Regions from separate parts of the Bos taurus genome. Here region 2 is linked to region 1. A link is a contact called in public Hi-C data. All regions are on one chromosome and are shown on one strand. Each heading gives the region's core, a stretch centred on a gene start, on an enhancer-like site or on the middle of the called end of the contact. The rest is flanking DNA. Distances are from core to core; before and after follow the strand shown.

Region 1 (6,524 bases), core at 1,540-4,039:
CTCAAGGTAAAGGGTTTCCAGCAACACCTTTCACCAAGAGGGAGGGATTCCCAGTGAGAAGACAGTATCACTATACACACAGTGTGTCCGCATAAAGGGTCACTCTCTGTGTTTTCTTGGTTAAGATACAAGCAGGCCCAGAGAGCACATGTAGATTCTCTCTATGGCTCTGTTCCTGCCTGGCAGTCCTAAGGCTGTGATGGTAGGGGCTGGAAAGAAACCAGCCTAATGTTTGTTGAGCACCTACTGTGTGCTGGCCCCTACTTTAACTTGCTGATTTTCTTAAGAAGACTATCCTTTCCTTTGGTTCTTCTTCTTCTTTTAAATTTTCTGACCACAGTGACATGTGGGATCTTTTAGTTTCCTGAGCAAGGATCCAACCCACATCCCTTGCATTGGAAGCTCAGAGTTTTAACCAATGGACCACCAGGGAAGTCTTTCCTTTGGTTCTTTTAAAGCCCTAGGTTGAATTTATTTTTAAATGATAGACTTGTCCCTTAGATAGGATGCCCATAGTAGGGTTGCTCAGATGACAGCCAGCAGCAAGGAAATAAGGCGATACTACAGTCTCAACAGGGTGAGCCTGGTGAATCTCATGCCTGTGGTTAGGACTGACGAAGAGAAAGGGGATTCCTAGACTCTAAGCTTCCTCTTTTTACCCCAGAAAGTGTGATTTGGGAAGTTTAGGCCTAAGAAGCCTTTGCTATAGTCTGTATTTGATTTGTTTGGATAGCTGGGCTTGGACTGTGTTCCTAAGTGTCAGTAACCATCTTGTAGTAATGATTCTGTGTCTTTCTGCTATGGCCAAGGCCTTGACTTGGTAACGCACCCACATCCTCTCAACCCATATCATTACTGAGCTCACTGGTTCAACTTGCATCCATCCTCAGGCACCTGTGTCCACCAGCAGCTGTCTTTCTTTGGAGGTAGGAACCCACTCTGGCCACATGCAAAGCAAGCCAGAAATGCCAGGGAATTGATGTCTATCTCATCAGTAGCCTTCAACCTTTAACTGTAGGAAATTCAATATATCATCTACAGAACATAAGGATAATGTGAACCCTATAATGTAAGATCATGCTCAGAGGTGATGCCCAGAAGATTCTTCCTTTAGAATGCCCACAAGTCTCTTAAAGGCAAAGACTAGGACTTTATTAGGATTCTAAAACCCAGTGCCAATTTCAGTCAATGTGTGTGTGCTCCATTGCTCAGTCTTGTCTGACTCTCTGTGACTCCATGTACTGTAGCCCACTGGGCTCCTCTGTCCATGGAATTTTCCAGGCAAGGATACTGGAGTAGGTTGCCATTTCCTTCTCCAGAGGATCTTCCAGATGCCGGGATTGAACTCACATCTCTTGTGTCTTCTGCATTGGCAGGTGGGTTCTTTACCATTAGAGCCACCAACTTCAATTTCAGTGAATAATTCTCTAAAAATCACTGGTGTGGTGCTGGGCAAGATGGGACAGCATTTATCAGAATTTAGTGCTCAATCTAAAGAGATTTCAGTCTGGTGGGTTTAGCAGACTAGTCTTTTCCATTCAATCCTAGTACTTTAGAATAACTTTTGTATTAGTTATCTCTTGTTTTGTAACAGATTGCCCCAAACTTAATAGCTCAAAACAAGAATCATGTATTATCTCTTACAGTGAGTGTGGATCAGGAATTCAGGATTGGCTTCTCTGGGTCTCTCACGAGGTTACAGGGCTGTAGTCACTGGAAGGCTCCACTGGGGGTGAGGATCCACTTCCAAGGTTCCTTACTCACTTGTCTGGCTATGAGTGCAATGCTCTAGCTGCTTTTCACGTGAGCCTCGCTGCAGAGCTGCATGAGTATCTCTATGGCATGGTGGCTTAGGGGGCCATCCAAGGAGTCAAGCTGTAATGCCTTTTCTGACCTAGTGTTAGTCGCTCAGTCGTGTCTGGCTCTTTACAATTCCACAGCCCACAGCCCACCCAGGCTTCTCTGTCCAAGGGAGTCTCTAGGCAAGAATACTGGAGTGGATTGCCATTCCCTTCTCTAGAGGATCTTCCCGACCCAGGGATCGAACCCAGGTCTCCTACGTTGCAGGCAGATCCTTTACCGTTTGAGCTACAGGGAAGACCTTTTTCTGACCTGGCCTCTGAAATTACATACTGTCGTTTTTACTTTATCTCATTGGTCACACCAGTCAGTCCTGGTTCATTGTGGAGGAGGCCACACAGGGAGTGACTAGCAGGTGGTGGTCATCTTGGAGGCTGGTTACTGTGGGTTTCTACAGAAAAGTTCATGCCCTGTAGGGGTTTATGGGAAAAATGCATAGAAAAACAATAGTTTCAAATTACACTGGGAAGCACCTATTGATGGGACAAGCAGAAATGTTTAAAATGTTCTTATTTGGCAATTTCCCATAATGCTCTCTATGGGTAATGGTCTGTAACCTTTTTGTCAAACATTCTCCAACCCACAGGAAAGCTTTACTTTGATATTGAGGTGGAAACTCCTTACAAATGTGTAAATCAAGTCACACTTGAGCACCACATTTGAGAGCTCCGCTTTTGATGTGGAAGAGTCAGCTCTCAGATGACTGGTTTTCTTCTAAAACCTAAAATCCCCCAACTTCTGAGAGATGTAAGTCAGAACCTTAATCCCCAGAGTCAGGTCAGGCCACAGTGTGGGTATGGCTACTTGCCGGTGTTCTCTGATCCGGGATAAGACTACACAGAGGAGCCCTTTGTTGAGCTCCGGGCAGAGGGCGTCCCTTGGCCCGATTGCTTTGGGGCTTGTTTCCTGACCGGGAAGGTTTCACCACCTGGAGGACAGATCGCTCCAAAACAAACAGGCCTCCCCGCCTCCCAGATTTGAGCTCTGTGCTGAGCCCTGAACTTCAGGCAAAAGAAATGAACTGTGGACTTATCATCAGTAGCAGTAAATACCAGTGCTCCAAAGAAGTTTTTACATTTTTTTAGGTCCTTGCTACAGAGGTCAAGTTCCCACTGCAGCAATGGTGGGGTGGGGGGTTGGGGAGGGAGCAAATCTGAGGAGATGGCATTGAAAGAAACCAGGAGAAAGGAAACGGAAGCAACCGACATGCTGAACTTTATTTCTCATAGCCCGGGAACCCCACTCTTATCTTATGGGAAGTAGTTCTTTTAGCCATTCAAAAAAAAAAAAAAGAAATAAAATTACAGTGCTATGGTATGTTCAAAAATACCAGTGTTATGCACAGGGAACTCTGCTCAATGTTATGTGGCAGCCTGGATGGGAAGAGAGTTTGGGGGAGAATGGATTCATATATACATATGGCTGAGACTGTTTGCTGTCCACCTGAAATAATCACAGCATTGTTAATTGGCTATGCTGCTGTGCTGCTAAGTTGTTTCAGTCATGTCAGACTCTTTGTGATCCAATGACTGCAGCCTGCTAGGCTCCTCTGTCCATGGGATTCTCCAGGCAAGAATACTGGAGTAGGTAGCCATTCCCACCTCTGAGTTCGGTTCAGTTCAATTGCTCAGTTGTGTCCAACTGTTTGCAACCCAATGGACTGCACCACGTCAGGCCTCCCTGTCCATCACCAGCTCCTGGAGTTTACTCAAACTCGTGTCCATTGAGTCGGTGATGCCATCCAACCATCTCATCCTCTGTCGTCCCCTTCTCCTCCCGCCTTCAGTCTTTCCCCACATCAGGGTTTTTCAAATGAGTCAGTTCTTTGCATCAGGTGGCCAACGTATTGGAGTTTCAACTTCAACATCAGTCCTCCCAATGAATATTCAGGACTGATTTCCTTTAGGACAGACTGGTTGGATCTCCTTGCAGTCCAAGCATCAATTCTTTGGCACTCAGCTTTATTTATAGTCCAACTCTCACATCCATACATGACTACTGGAAAAACCATAGCCTGACTAGATGGACCTTTGTTGGCAAAGTAATGTCTCTGCTTTTTAATATGCTGTCTAGGTTGGTCATAACTTTCCTTCCAAGGAGTAAGCGCCTTTTACTTCCCTCCTCTAATCGGGTATTTTACATTTTTTTATATTTTAAAGTTGCTCAGTCATGTCTGACTCTTTGCAACTCCATGGACTATACAGTTCATGGAATTCTCCAGGCAAGAATACTGGAGTGGGTAGCCTTTCCCTTCTCCAGGGGATTTTCCCAACCCAGGGATCAAACACAGGTCTCCTGCATTACAGGGGGATTCTTTACCAACTGAGCTATCAGGAAAGCCAAAAATATGACACCTGTAGCTTGTTTCCTCCTGCCCCTTAAGAGAGAAATAAAAACGTCTGACACTTGCAGCCTCCATTTGGAGACCTCTAACCTTCCTGCCTGTTACCCTCTCATTCTTCGCTTTTCTTTTAGGAGAATTATGCTGCCTAGGGAAAGGGGCTTCATTTTCATTCTGTAACTGCTTCTGAGCTGATAAGGGGAGTCGTCTCTAAATTTGTGAAGCAGCATATTCTCCTAACCCTCATATTGAGGGTCTCTGATCCAGGGGGCCCAAGTAGTAGTTGGAAGAAGCTGCCGCAGTGGCAGGAATTTGAGCAACCATTTGTGACTTAAAAGCTTTCATGTGGCTAGAAACAAATCCAGTTACACAGTTACAGATGCAGGGAGCAAACAGCAAAAACAGAACAATCAGCAAGGTTAAAAGTCACATTATGTCCACAGTTAAGGTACAAAGTGTTGCACCAGTCCATTTTAGGATTATTAGATGTCATCGGCTATACTCAATTGGCTATACTCCAACATGAAATTAAAAGTAAAAAGAAAAAAATCATACACTAGTAAAAAAAAAATAGCAATGCTATGGTATGTTTGCTTCATGATAGAATATGTTAATATACATTCTCTTTTAGCTTTCTCACAATAACTATTTGAGGTTGGTGTTTTTGCCTCTAGCCATTCTAATGAAAATGGCAAAACCTCCCCTCTTTATCCTGCTTTATTTTTTCCATAGAGCTTATTACTCTCTGGCATTATATCCCACATCTTTATATTTATTTACTTTCCTATTATCTAGCTGCTTCTCTTAACAGGTAAGGTCCATCAAAACCTTACCTTCCTAGAAGGGAACGGGTTTGTTTCACTCTTTGCCACATTCCCAGAGCCTGGTTAATGCTCCGTACACAATTATTGGCAAATAATTTTGCCCTGACTCAGCTATGAGAGATTAAATAACTTCCTACAGGCCTTCAGAGTCTAAATTTGATGCCCTTTTCATGCCTGTGTTTTCTGTATCAAGAATCCAAGGAAACTGAGGCCAGAAAGTTGCAAAGCTGCAGAATGGAAGTTCTCGCATCACAGCCCAGGGCTTCAGGAATTTACTCAGCCTTGTTCTTGCTGCAATAGTGTGTTAGTTGCTCAGTCGTGGCCGACTCTTTGCGACCCCATGGACTGCAGCCCACCAGGCTCCACTGTCCATGAGATTTTCCGGACAAGGATACTGGAGTGGGTTGTCATTTCCTTCTCCAATCTTGTGCTTGCAATAGGCAAGCACAAGATTTTGCCCCAGGATATAAGATTAATGCTTAAGCTGGTAAACATTCTTCCTGTGCTCTCCAGCGTGGTTCACTGGCCTCCTGGTTCCTGGGCCTGGAAATGCACTTTGGGTGAAACTCAGCACAATTACCTCCCACCCCCGTGCCCATTCCACCCTTATTATCAAAATTGCCCATAAGAAAATGGCTTGAACACAGTTACACATGGCAACTCAGATGTATATATGTAAATTTCTACATGGGAAGAGCTTGTGTCCAAAGCTCTGAGCAAAACATCTGAATCAGTACTAGGGTGAAGCCCCATGGAAGTTCAGAAGAGATTTTGTCATGATTATGTATTTTTAGGGTCATTGTACAATTCCTTCTCCATCTTCCGCTTGAAATAGGTTTTCTTCTTTGCTTGCCACCTGGCCTTCCTCTCTGCTTCTCTGCCTTTATCTCTCCTGAGAGGTGAAAGAGGCTGTCAGGATTGAACATACCCAGTAAATGACCGAGGAGCTGTGGTTGCCAAGCTGGGGAAGCCGCAGCAACCACTCCCTTATGCCATGTGCTTGGAGAGCCAAGAACAACCAAAATACATCAGCTGGGAGTCGACCCTCACAAGCAAACAGATTGGTCCAGCTTCCATCACTAAAACAGCTTGTTGGAGGAGTCTGGTTCTACTGAGCGGAACCACATGTTTATACCCAATGACTCAGTTCAGTGTGTTCCTCCTGAAAATAGGATTGGTGCCCATGAGCCATTGGCCCCGGTTTGGTGGATTTGTTACACAAGGCCTACCTTGCCCATCACTCCTGGGGTGAACTGCCTTTCCAAGCCCACTCTCTTCTTTGCATCTCAGGGGTAGACAAAAACAGCACTGCTTGATAAACTACTTGCAAACTACAGCAATCAGGCAGGAAAAAAATTTTTTTTTGTTCCTGAATACATCGCATCATGGGCTTTCCTGGTAGCTCAGCTGGTAAAGAATCTACCTGCAATGCAGAAGACCCCAGTTCAATTCCTGGATTGAGAAGATCTACTGGAGAAGGGATAGGCTACCCACTCTAG
Region 2 (6,524 bases), core at 2,634-5,133, 180 kb before region 1:
GTGAGGCCTACTTTCTCATCAACTCACCCATGAAGTGAGAAATTATTTGGGGCCCTGTGTGGAAAAGCATATAGCAAAATGGGAACATTACAGGTGTGAAGTATAGCACATGAATGATGGACAATTCAAGGTCAATGCCACCTTTCACAGTGCTCCAGGTGAAAAAGAAACTAATTTAATTACCTCACTGTCCCCAAGATTGAAACAAAGGTATTATACCTTCAAAAGATTGGCTATTTTATCTTATCAAATCATCCCTCTCTTACTAGCCAAGAGAGAAGGAAGCTTTCAGAACCATGCCTGCTTTGCAGTTCTATTCCCATTTGATCTTATGCAAGAATGCCTTCTGTGTAGAATGCCTCTGTGGAGACTTGATCAAATCATGCCCACGTGCTTAAAATCGCAATGTGCTGCCGAATGGCTGATATTCCTTCTTAAGCCAAAAAACAGCAAGTTCTTTTTTAAATTTATTTTTTAAAAATTTCTTGGCTGTGTCATACAGCACGTGGGATCTTAGTTCCCTGACCAGGGACTGAATCACTCCCTCTCCTTGCATTGGAAGTGCAGAATCTTAACCACTGGACCGCCAGGGAAGTCCCTAAGAATGACAAGTTCTTAAATGAACTGTTTTAAGGAAACAAAGCTGAAGACAAAACACTTAAACCCAAGTCCAGGACATGGCACTTTAGCAAAACACATATTAAACCTTTTATTATTTGTATAACACAGCTCAGGATGTTTGATTTAAGGCTTGGAAAAGGAAAAGGTACATCAGGTGTGTTAACTGTCCCATGGTTTGTCAAACTTTTCAATTATGTTTCACTTGACAAATATTTATTGAGCCAGGTCAATATCTTGAATCTTGACTATGGAGATAGAAGATGATTAAGACACAGACTTTGGCCCCACAGAGCTCAAAATGTGGCCAGCAACACAGACAGGAAAACTAACTACAGTGTCATATCATATAAATAACAGAGACATGTAGGAAAAATCTTGAGGAAGGAACAAGTGTCTTTCCGTATAAGGGTACAGAAGGTGAAAGATGTTAGGAAAGCATTCTTAGATGAGGTACCACTTGAGGCTGGTCTCAACGGGTAGATTCATAGGAAATCAACAAGCAGAGGTGAACTGAAAAGAAAACAAAACCTAACAAGGACTCAGAAGTATGACAAAGACAAGGCAGGTAAGAAACACAATGATCTAGCAGAATTAGCATGAAGAATCTGGGGTTTGTGGGGACTGGCAGGCAGTGGGAATGAAACTGGATGTAGGAAGTAAAGGCTCCATGTGCTTTATCTGTATATGTTTACTCAACTTGCAGCCATGGGGAGGATTGAACCATAATCAGAGATTAGAATGAATGGTTTTACTAGGCCTTTGCTCTTCAAATTGAGAGAAATGAGGAATATTTGTTGGGTTTTTGGTGAGAGAAGGACATAATCAGATTTAGGCGCTAAAATGTTCATTATCCTTAGGATGTTAAGAAAAGTTTCTTTTGCAGGACTGAGAGGTCCAGGCAAAACATGAGACAGATATCATGAAGTCTGTGTAATCGTCTGGGCAGGAGTAGAAGGGGTATAGAGGAGGAGCTGCTGCTGCTAAGTCGCTTCAGTCGTGTCCGCCTCTGTGCGACCCCATAGGTGGCAGCCCACCAGGCTCCTCTGTCTCTGGGATTCTCCAGGCAAGTATACTGGAGAGGGAGCAAGGAAGAAAAAAATGTCAGAGACAAAATGAAACTACAATTAAATTGGAGAGAAATAGCAGGTCTTCATGACCTTGAATGAGAGGGATGATGGACAGTTAAGGTCTAGCCAGGGAGAATACTTCCCAGAAGACATGCATGGCCATTCTGCTTGGCCAGAAATTCGGTCATACATGGGTGCACTGGAGATGGGAAAATAGTTTTATATTCTGGATAGTTGCTCCGAGGCATGTGGAAGCTTCCGGGACCAGGGATCAAATCTTCACCTTCTGCAGTGGCAGGTGGATTCTTAACCACTAGACCACCAGGGAAGTTCCCCAACTTCTTTTAAACAAGACTTTTTTTTTTCCTTGTCAGGCAGCTTGTGGGATCTTATTTCCTCTACCAGGTATTGAACCCAAGCCCCTGCATAACCGTGCTGAGTCCTAACCACTGGACCACCAGGGAATTCCATAAACAAGACTTACGATGGTACTGATTAGTCATTTTGAAGTTTTGAAGAAATAATTGAAGCTGTTATCTATGGAGATACAATGCATCTCCCTCCTTCTGGAACTAGATTGAGAAATTCAAGTGCAAACATAATCCTCTCCCTCACATTCCATATTTAGTAGTAATGTTTCCTAGAACTTTGATTTTCACCAGACGGTACACATTATGCTCCAATATTTATCAACAATCATCTTCTTTACTGGCAGATGTTTGAAAGAACAGACTGGAATTAATCCTCATTAATTTTTAGCATCTTTCACGTGTGCATAGTTCAAAGGCCAAAGCACAATATTTTAATAAGAAAACAAATAGTTGGCACCTTTCCCTTGTAGGTTACCTTCAGAGGTACTGTACTGATTCTTGAAGCAGATAATCGAGAAAGTGTATTATCTTTAAGTAGAAGGGGTCAAGGAAACTAGGAGAAGTCCAGCACCATAGAGTTCACAAATGAGTGGTGTGAACCAGATGGCCAAAGAGGCAATTTCAGTATAGTGTGCCCTGTGCTGGGAGAGACGCAGTGGTAAAGAATCTGCTTGTAAATGCAGGAGACGCAGGAGATGCGGGTTCGTTTCCTAGGTGGGGAATATCCCGTGGAGAAGGACGTGGCAACTCACTCCAGTATCCTTGCCTGGAAAATTCCATGGACAGGGGAGCCTGGCCGGCTACAGTACACAGGGTTGAGAAGAGTCAGACGTGACTGAGCAATTGAGCACACAATGCTGTCAGAATCTAGACGATGGACACTATACCAGAAATGGTGGTGCTGCTGGGAGACTCTGCCTCCCGCCAGGGGAGACAACGAAAGGGATGGCAGGTCCTCACTCACATTCAGAAATGCAGGCGATGCCAACTATGGCCAGGAATGCTCTGGCTGCTCTTGTTTCCGATCCACCCACCTCCCACAAAGGCATTTGGAACTCAACTCAAAAATGTTTAATATGTTTTTGGAGGGAGAGTGTTTCTTATCTTTGTGATAAATTGATTCAGAGCTCTGGATCTTTTATTTAGGAAAATGCACCTGCCCACATATTTCAGGGGTTTCCAAGGCCTCTGGAAGACCATCTATGGATCCAACTTCCGTGGACTCCAGGTTTGGAATTCTTTAGTCTGGATTTCCTTAATTACATTTATTAACCCAGAGGATTTCAAATTTTGTTCCAAAATCTCCCCAAATCACCCGGAGAAGTTAAAAAAAAAAATCCCAACGCGCCCAGACCACATTCTATTCCGATTCAAACAGAATCTCTAGGGTGGGAGCAGGCATCAAAGTTTGTTTTAAACATTGCAGGTGATTCGAAAGCGCAGCTAAGTTTGGGAACCAACTCGCTGATCTCTTTATGGCACACCGTTGGTCTAAATGCTTTTTGCTTTTTCTCTTACTCATCGAGCCAGAAACAATAGAAAGGCGTCTGTCACAGAAAATAACTTACTGAGAATCATCTTAGTAAAAAGAGGGAAATTTGGGTCAAGGGTGTGCATACCTTCGCAACGTTTTCCTTGGGTCAGAAAGCAGCTGCAAGTTCTTCAGCGAACAGCAGGGGGCATCCTGCACCTCCTTGCTTGTTCTGGACCGCCTTCTCAGTTCTGCTCGCACAAAGAGCCCGGCCTCCTTCGCGATGACATCACAAAGGGCCGATTCCCCGCCCCTTCGGCGCCACCACGTGTTTCCCCGCGCTCGGCGGCCACACGACTCAGTCCCTCGCCGGCCGGTCAGGGCAGCGGAGGACGGTGGTTGGCAGCGGCCGGAGGCTTCGCTATGGGAAGTTGTTCCTTCGTTCTCTCGCGCCCAGCCCTCCTCCCTGGTTCTCCGCAGCCGCTGTCGGAGGAGAGCACGGGGAGGTGCGGGTTGCAGCAGCGGCTGCTTCTCCCGGTCCGGACAGGCGCGCAGCTGGGCAGGTGCTAAGCGCCCCCGGAGCCTCGCTCGCCGCCTCCCTCCTGTGTCCGGCCGTCCGGCTGCCGCAGTGCACATGGGGTGTTGGAGGTAGATGGGCTCCCGGCTCGGGAGGCGGCTGTGGATGCGGCGCTGGGCAGAAGCAGCCGCCGATTCAAGCTGCCGGGGGGCCACGCGCCCCGGGCGCCCTGCGAGCCCCAGGCTCAGCCATGGGGACCTTCACGAGCAGCAGCACCGCCCTGGCCTCCTGCAGCCGCATGGCCGGAGCCACGATGATCGCGGGCTCCTTTCTCCTGGTGAGCGGTCCGGGTGGGGTAGACGGGAGCCGGGGGCGGCGGCCGCGCTGGAGCCGAGGACGCCGCGCTCGGGGAGCGGGGCGGGTCCCGGGGCCGGGGCTTCGGGGTGCTGGGTGCAGGGGGGCGCAGGTTGCGAGCGAGGGCAGGCAACAAATCCAAGGGCTTGGATCGGGTCATTTTGGGGGAGCCGCAGAGCTCAGCCCGACTCCGGAATGAAGGCGAATTGTTTTCCTTGCAGTCTGGCTGCGCCGGGAGAGGCGCTGGAGATGGCCACTCGGCTTCCTGCGCATTTCAGGGTTTCTTCACCTCCTCCGCCCCTCCGGGGCCCCCATCTCCTCGGCGCACCCCCATGGCCACCAGCCGCTACCCCCTCCGCGGGGTGTGGGGCCGGGGAGCCGAGGCTGGCGGCGGCCGCCGCTTTGTTGCAGCTGCAGTGTCATGTCGGGATGCTACTGCAGTGGGAGAGCGCGGGACCCGGGCGCGCCGGCCCCCCAGAACGCCGGGTACCTCGGCGCCTCGCCTTCGGAGCGGGCGCCTGGCCCCCTTCCCCCTTCTCTCCGCCTTGGCTGGGTGGGTCCCGGTTTCGGCACGCCCAAGAAGGAATCCTGAGACCCACTCTCAGGCGCCCCGAAAGCGCCGGCTCCCAGCCAGGCGGCCAGCGCGCTGACACTTGAGTGGGGGAAGGGGAGAGCCCACCATAAAGGAAGCTGAGTTTCCCCCCCGTTTTTCTCCATCCCTCGCTTACCTGTGGCCGGGCAGGTGCGCATGGAGGGTGGAGCAGCTTCCTTCTTCTGCACCCGGTCTGCATTCAGCTCCAGGGCGTGCCCTGTAGCTAGTTCTCTCCATCACTTATCTGGCCAAAGCCTGAAAGCACCTTCGACCCAAAACTTGTCCCCAACTTCCCCACATCCCTTCCCGGCCTTTCCATATGTTGGCGGGGGGATGGGATGAATTAGGTGGAAGAAGAAAATTGATTTGAGATCAAACCCACGAGCCACCATAAGCTTCCGTGCTTATCTTTCTGTGTCCGCCGGGTGGATGGAGATTCTTAGCTAAGAACCGAACAAAAACAAAAAAGCAAGAGCCTATTTTCATGGCAAGGCCGTGTCAGGGAGAGGCAGGCTTGCTGTCTCCTTCCCGAAAAGGGCTCAATGCCCGGCCAACCAAGATCTCTTAGATCCCAGGGCACTGCAGTTGCTATGGCCTGGGAATTCATCCTACAGACACTCTGGTTCCCTGTGCGAGGCTGATTTTAAAGGGGAAGAGAGACACTAAAGAAAAGTTTGGTGCTGTTCGGATTTATAATGAGGCAGGTCCCAGACTCCCTTCAAAGACCCTTTTCTGCCCATTCTATAGCAGTGGCAAAGTCAAGATTTGTGTCCTTGACACAAGGGTGCTGGATGGTGGGCAGTAGGCTGGGAGGGTCCTTGAAAGCAGTGGGCATGGATTGGACAGTCGGTGTGGAGAGAAACCCATCTAAGTCCTGGGGAACATCGAGCCCAATATCAGTGGAGGTAGGTCCATCCTCAAGCTGCCTCCTTCTCAGTCTTAGATCTACTGCCCTACACCTATGCTCCCCTTGGAGTCCACTCCTGGATTAAGTCTTAAGTCAGTGCAATATTTCATTGACTTTACATTTCTGCATGAGATGCTTTAAGTAAGGTCATGGTGTAATTAAAGCATAGGTTGCTTTAACCTCCAGAGAAAGTTCTGAAATCATTAAGTCTGGTTGACCTAAAAAATTGTGCACTGGATTTGCAACTGAAGACTTGAGAAAGTAAGTTTGCCTGTCTTTTTTTGAAAAGTAATTTATAGTGGAGCTTAGATGCAACCTTGAGATATTAACTAAAATGAGAGTCCTTATTCTTTTGCTAATTATAATAGAAAAGTTCCACTGGAGTTCATTGAGTGGCCTGAGTTGACCCCTTTGTCCTGAAGGGAAACTGAGAGGGTGGACAGGGGTCACCAGGGTGGGGAAGCAATGTCTTTTATTTTTCCCACTCTACCAGCTACAGTCCTTAGCCCAGGCAATGATAGCATATGAAATGATGATCTCATGGTTAAGACTCCACGGTTGGGCACGGGTTTCATCCCTGGTCATGGAACTAAAATCCTAAATGCTGTACAATGTGGCCCGAAA

Evidence for each region. A called contact is a pair of places that touch in the nucleus more often than the background predicts.
Region 2: a contact with region 1 is called in a Hi-C map of liver, with 3 times the contacts expected there. The contact joins the promoter of TNFRSF21 here to the enhancer-like site in region 1. A contact is called at or near these places in 3 of 11 Hi-C or Micro-C datasets (liver, skeletal muscle and an unstated tissue).

What each region holds. Positions count from the first base shown.
Region 1 is chr23:20,302,751-20,309,274 of ARS-UCD2.0, reverse strand. No RefSeq gene overlaps it. Among named protein-coding and RNA genes, the nearest start is that of ADGRF1, 47 kb to the right of the region's middle. Within about 2 kb of position 2,789, at least 13 of the 102 cell types and tissues checked have an H3K27ac peak or open chromatin away from gene starts, as enhancers often do. A contact at or near this core is called in liver, where this site is marked.
Region 2 is chr23:20,479,416-20,485,939 of ARS-UCD2.0, reverse strand. TNFRSF21 (TNF receptor superfamily member 21) reads left to right here and starts at 3,883. Exons shown (of 6, transcript NM_001076911.1): 1 at 3,883-4,384. The coding sequence starts at 4,298.